Linked DNA regions of Hordeum vulgare: region 2 is linked to region 1. A link is a contact called in public Hi-C data. All regions are on one chromosome and are shown on one strand. Each heading gives the region's core, a stretch centred on a gene start, on an enhancer-like site or on the middle of the called end of the contact. The rest is flanking DNA. Distances are from core to core; before and after follow the strand shown.

Region 1 (3,496 bases), core at 440-2,939:
ACACATTCTTGTTCTTTAATACAAGATGACTGCCCCCTGAATTTCCACCTTTTGCCCGACTCCTAAGTGAACCAGCAGCACATCTTGCAGAATCCTGAAAGTAATTAGCATGGCGTTAGCGAGTTATTACTATTTACCATACACTAAAAACTTTCTTCAAGCACTATAGTATAGACTATTTAACATGGAAATAAATAAGGCCGTGTCAACTGTTTGGCATAAATTACCCATATATTTCCGTAACAGGCATAACATAGAAGCTTGTGCAAAAAAGAATAAGTATTTGATAATTTGAATGGATGAACTGTACCTTTGGAAGAGCAACCCATTTGTCGTCTTGCCAAAGCTGCCTTGTCCTAAGATTGGATGCATCTACCCTCAATTCTAGGGAGGATCCGAGGAGCCTGACAAGATAGTACTCATGACCAAGCAATTTCACGACTTCCACAACCTTCCATGAATAGCTGTCAAAGACTTCAAGGATGTCGCCTGGGACCCAGCATACAGGACCATCTGGGGACGGGGGAGAAGGCCTTATCACCTTTCTTGGAACCCTTTCAATGGCCAGACTACCGTCAAACAGACATGGATCATAGCTTACAAGATAGGTGTGCCCATTGCCAGAAAGGATCTCAGCAGGCCTCCAGGAACCGAAAGGTGCCTCTGTCTTCTGCAGTACTTCCACCTTGCCCTCTTTGCAGAACTTCATAGCGTCTTGTTATTGCCAAGCACTGTTGCAGATAGATAACAAATTTTAGTAATTGAGCCAATGGTTCTTAAAGGCAAGATGAAAAATCTAAACCTGTCGAGCAGTGTTGAACAAGACAAACTAATAAACATAACAGGGATGATGCTATTAAATTCGAAACCAAATTCATCATAGATCAAAATGAGATTTCTAAAGTGTATTATGCTGCAACCACCTTTTTTGTTTTATCTTGCACATCAGAACCTTACAGTAAACTGCAACGTTTGCACGTGCAGATTCAGTGCAATCGGATGCATCGAATCACCAATCCACGGGACAACAGATGGACGAACGACTGGTTTAATTACTAGAGTAGTCGGACGAGAATACTTGACATGAGAAATTGCTGCGGGCACAGCTATCCTCTACAAAGGAATAATCAAGAAAAAGATTAACCGACGCATCACCCACCAGATCAACAATAATCCATCGTGGACAGTTCAAGCAGACTTGCAATCTGGATTATCAGGCCAGAAATACTCTTGGAAGAATTACGGGCTCGTACATGAAGAGACAGATCAAAGAAACTAGGAAAAATCCGCACAGCAGAACGATCTATTCTAGTGAGTTCCCGAACAAGCACCTATGAACTGGGGCCAGGAAACTATGGCGCTTAGTCAACCAGCTAATCAATCAATGCGATTACTCTCGTCGCCGCCTCCATCCCCGCATCAAAAACAGCACCCGCCCCAAACTCTAGAACGAAAAAAAAAATATTCAAAGACGGAACAGGAAGGGGCGCAAACCTTGCGATGCCGACTGCGGCCGCGGCCGGGAAGAAGCACGGGAAAAAAATCCGAGGAAAAGCTCCGGCGAGCGCCCAGAACTCCGCCCTGATTCTCCGCCCCGCGAGAAGAGATTAGACGAAGGAGAAAACCGGAGAGAAATCGTGAAGCGGAAGAAAAAAGGGAATCCGAAAATTAATTTTCTTTAATTAACCTGGGAGGGTTGCGGATTTTATACGTGTACATCGAGGAGGGGGGTTGCGTTGCGTGGTGGCGCTTTCGAGAGCAAGGCGACAACTGAAGGCGCATCTCGGCCGTCGGATCGGAACTGCCATCCATTGTGCTCTCGGTCCACAACCTCGGCGTCCAGCCTTTTCCGTCCGATGCGGATCGGGCGGCTGGGAGGGGTCGAGCCCATCCGTGGTAAATTATCAACCTTTTATTTTCCTTATTATGCATTTTTTTAATAAGAAGAAAATTATCAACCCTTTCTTCGGCTGTCGGTTACGGTGCATACGGTGTGCGTTGCTGGCAGCCTTGTGGGCGGTGGCCTCCAAGAACAACGTTTGAAATAAGCAAACATGTTTTGTATTGTGCACAGTCTTTGTTAAGGATGCGTAAACATATGGATTGGATAATCGCATGTGTAACGAACCAATACGTGGTTTGATGGTTACAGAGACATTTTGATATTCCTAACTTATTAGGATTAAAGTTTCAGTGTTGGAGTTATTCTTGTATTTATTTTAAATTTTCCGGTGATGCATCTTCAGTGGGTGGAAACTTTCTTTTCAACGTCGAGACACCTACGGTAACTTTGAAAATCTCAAGATGATATATCGGCTCTGTCTCCGGAAGGCGTTCATAAAGATAGGGTATGAGTATGTATGTTTATAGGGATGAGTGATTTTTTATGGAAAAGGAGGTTCAAACCCCCGGTCTCTGCATCAATCGATGCATACGGTCATTTTTATTAATTATTTAACATGGGTCTAACAAGAACATACATCAAACCATCCGAAGCCACCACTCACACCTACAAAACTCGATAATGTAGAGTGTTCTCACTCCCCATATCTAAAACCGGTGCCGTCACCGATACATCCACTTCGATGCAGCAGACCTAAAGCGTACACCACATGCACACGTTTTAGATGTCGTCATCATCATCAGGCTGCTAACCCATCTTCAGGAGAGAGATGTGTATCATCCTTGCCAGTCCGTCCATCCGTCGACGCCACCACGGCTCGTCAGTCCATACGCGAAGATTCTGGAAGATATGTCGTGCGTAGCACCTGCCGACCAGGCATGACACATCGTAGCACCTGTCGGCCAGGCATGACTTGACATCTCAACTGAAAGCTCTGTGCAAGATGATCGACGCCGCCACGGCATCAAACAACGCCACCGCCCTACGCTCATTCGTCTAGACACAAAGATTCTGAAAGAACTGTCGTGCGTAGCACCTACCAACCAGGCATGACTCAGTGTATGACTTGATAGTTCCACCAAATCTTCGGGCCAAACGAAGCTGCTCCATCTCCTGTCTCTGTCATCCAGCGCTGCTCCACAAAACGATGCTCCCAAGAGAGAAACAACACCGCAGTACCGCCATCGTCCGATCTGGAAAGTCGGATCTTAGGGTTTCCCCCGAAGCAGTGCCCACCACCAGCAACTGTCCAAGACCCACATAGTGTCCACCACCACTCAGCACTCAAGGCGACGCCTTCAGGAAGGTCACGACGTCAAGGACGCCGCCGCCGCCCACCGGAGTTAGGTTTTCACCCGAGAGGCAGTGAGGTAGGAAGTGGAGGAGCAGATGTAGACCGACGTCTCCAGGAAGAAAAACGTCGCCTTTGAGCATCGTCGGCGGCGCGGCCGGCCAGGGCCGACCAATGGGTTTCCCCTTATCTGAATCTCGTCCACCAGCTTCATCCGCGACCACGCCGGCAATGCCAGGAAACTGCAGGAGAGAAGCACACCGCGGGTATCTGGATCAGTGAAGATCCAATCTGAACAGTGA
Region 2 (3,496 bases), core at 535-3,034, 220 kb after region 1:
TGGCTCGCGATCAGGGATCGAGACTTGATGATAAAGTTGGGGCAACTAGACTAAGGGTCAGAGGGGATGACTGCTCCACCTATACTAAACGGTTTTAAGGTGCAGTAGAATAATGTAGCAGTTCATCAAAATTAGGATATGCATCAGATATAGGAGCTAACTACAACAGTAGAAAAATTCTAATGCAAGCAGGAGGGACAAAGAATAGGTGATATAGGAATGATCAAGGGGGTTTGCTTGCCTTGTTGCTCTGCAAAAAAAGCTGGTCATTAGGAGGGTAGTCATACCCGGCGGCAGCGTTTGTCTCGGGGTCTACCGGTAAGAAAAGGGGGGAAGAAACAATAAATATAAACACAGATGCAATCACTAAGCATGACATGGCAATATGCACAGCTAGGCATGAGCTAACGCAGTATCATCCGTCATAGACGGATCGGGAAAATCTCGGATGATATTTCCCGGGTCTGTGGCTACTACTGGTCAGACGAAAATGACAAAAAAATGTTTCACGTTTGCTATGCTAGGGACGCGTGACAAACGAACGGATAGCGTATCCAAGTTCGTCTCGTTCTGCCGATCAACTTTCATGTTCAAAATATTTCCATCTGACTTACGGTTTAATTAATATTAATTTCTAAATTTTTATTCAATATTTGTAATTAAATAGATTTAAATAATTCAGATATTTAGATATGACATCATTGTGATCTCAGCATGACATCAACAGTCAACCGGGCTTTGACTGGTCAAATATGACCAGTGGGTCCCATCTGTCATAGGAAAATTTATTATTAGGATTAAATAAATATTTAATCAAGTTAATTAGTGGCGTGGGACCCATCTATCATAGGGTGCTAGTTAACAATTTAATTTAATTAACTTAATTAATCATCAGGTTAATTAGAGGGGGGTGGCCCGAGATGTCATTGATATTTAAACTAACAACAGATTAAATATACTAATTAATATAATTACTCTTAATTAACTATTTATTTATTTATATTTCATTTTTTATAAAACGTTCTCGGAGGTGGACCCCATTGTCATTGATAGTGGGGGGGGGGGGGGGGGGTTGGCCCACATGCCAGTGGGGGGGGCTCATCCCCACCCTATCACAGATCGGACAGGGGGCGCCATGGGGGGGCGTCCGGTCTTGCCGACGGCCAGGGCGGTGGTGGTGGGTGCGGGCACGTGCGGGGGAAGGTGCAGGGGGGCGTGGAGGCCGGCGGCGGCGCATGGGGGGGGTTGCTGGTGCGGCGTGTGTGCGGGGGGGGCAAGCGAGGGGAGGCACAAGGCACGCGAGGGGGGCGAAGGGGGACGTGGCAAAGGCGGCCAACAACGGCGGGGCGATGAACGGGGAGGGAGAGGGAGATGAGGCCGGGGTCTCACCGGCGCTAGCGGAGGGAGGCAACGGGTGTGGGGAGGTGCGATGGCCGGCGGCGCCATGGGACAGCGTGGAGGCACGAGGCAGCACAGGGAGGAGCCGGGGAGGGAGAGCGACTGATGACGGTGCGGTGGTCGCCGACAACGCGCTGGGGGCAGCGGCATCGGCCGGCGAGGTTGCCGGAACCGGCCGAACCCGATTCGAGCAGGGGGAGCAGCCAGCCGCCATGGGATTCGCTTGGGGCGATGGTGGGGCGGTGTCAGTCAACAGGGAGCGGCAGGGAGGCACGGGAGAGTGGCCAGTGGTACTGGTGGAGGGCTGATGTCGTCGGAGTGGAGGGAGAGGTCCCCATCCGATATGGATCGGGAGAAGGGGAAGAGAGGTGGGGGCTCAGTGCGACACGGGTGAGTGGGTGGGGCGTGTCGGTGGAGGGGTGGCCCCTTGTAGCGAGAGGGGAGGAGGGGTGAGGTGCGCCGGCCAGTTGGGAGGGGGAATGGGCCGACCTAGGGTGGGGGAATGGGATGTGGCCTAGGGGACAAAAAGGGGGTTTTCTTTGCCTTTTTAATTAAATTCTTTTTCTACTATTATTATTTTGTTTTTATCTATCGTAGTAATAAAGGACTTTCTAAAAATATGGCACGTGCCCAAATATTAAAGTTATAATATTTGACAGTGCCACAAGATATTTGGGGGCCTTTTGAAAATATTTGAATACTCGATAATTTAAAGGGAGTTTTTAATAATTGATTTGGTCTTGGTTTTAATTATCCTATGAATTTATACATTTTTTAATATGTTGGTTACTCCACCATAATTAACTATGGAATATTTGCAACCTTAGGAACAATTTTGTTTTTATGTTTGAAGAAATAATAATTTGACTTTAATTTATATTTGAAATTTGGCTTTGATTTTATTAAGTCACAATCTAACTTAGTTAAACTCGATGACGTGGCACCATTAGTGTGTGGTTACTGTAGCTTAACTACCGGGGCGTCACAGCCTAGACCTATTAGGTGTTTGTTTTTATTTCAAGAATTTGCTTTGCATATTGTTGATAGGAATGGAGCTGAAAACCCATAGCAAATAATTTGTCTAAAATGGAAAAAAAATTTGATGACCCACTACCTATTAATGATATTTTTCCTATTGAGAAATTATATATTATAAATGCTTCCCGTAGCACTAGGTATGCAGATTATTTTAATTACATTGTTGCTAAATATATACCACCTAGTTTCACCTACGAACAAAAGAAAAAGTTCTTTAATGATTAAGACTTTACTTTTGGGATGACTCGCATCTTTATAAAGAAGGAGTGGGTGGTGTTATTAGATGTTGTGTGCCCGAGCATGAACATGAAGATATCCTTCGGAAGTGTCATTCCTAAGCATGCGAAGGGCACCACGCTAGTGACATAACTGTACACAAGGAATTATAGTCTGGTTTTCAAAGTGACATTCCTCTCTTGTGATGAATGTCAAATAATTGGTAACATTGGTAGATGTAAGGAAATGTCTATGAACTATTCACTTGCTATCAGACCATTTGATGTTTGGGGTTTTGATTTTATGGGACCTTTTCCTTCCTCTAATGTGTATACTCATATTTTAGCTCATGTTGATTATGTTACTAAGTGGGTGGAAGTTATTCCAACTAGTAGTGCTGATCACAACATGATACGTCCATTTTGCATTATGTTTTTCCACTATTATTTATAGTGTTTTTATGCATTATACCAATTTATGGAGTAGTTCTAATGCATTTTCTCTCATAATATGCAAGGTTAACACGGAGAGGGAGAATGCCGGCCGATGGAATTCTGGACCCGAAAAAGCTACGCTATTCTGCACACCTCCAAATGGGCTGAAACTTCGCAAATATTTTTATATGGAATAAATTAGAAATATTGGAGGAAAGAAGTACCAGAGGGGGCTGCCAAGTGCCCACTAGGCACCAGGGCGCGCTAGCCCCCCTGGCATGGCATGGAGGGTAGTGGGCCACCCAGCCCACTTCTGGCGACCATCTTGTGGTATATATTCACTCTTGACCTAGAAGAGAGGAGAGGACTTTTGGGACAAAGCGTCGTCGTCTCGAACCGGAACCTGGGCA

What was found. Hi-C and Micro-C count contacts between places; a contact is called where the count stands out from the background.
Region 2: a contact with region 1 is called in a Hi-C map of seedling, with 1.8 times the contacts expected there. The contact joins the promoter of LOC123402641 here to the promoter of LOC123402852 in region 1. A contact is called at or near these places in 2 of 6 Hi-C or Micro-C datasets (leaf and seedling).

The regions. Positions count from the first base shown.
Region 1 is chr6H:182,666,242-182,669,737 of MorexV3_pseudomolecules_assembly, forward strand. LOC123402852 reads right to left here and starts at 1,690. Exons shown (of 5, transcript XR_006611358.1): 1 at 1,495-1,690; 2 at 311-731; 3 at 1-94.
Region 2 is chr6H:182,890,034-182,893,529 of MorexV3_pseudomolecules_assembly, forward strand. LOC123402641 reads right to left here and starts at 1,785. Exons shown (of 2, transcript XM_045096572.1): 1 at 1,390-1,785. The coding sequence starts at 1,612.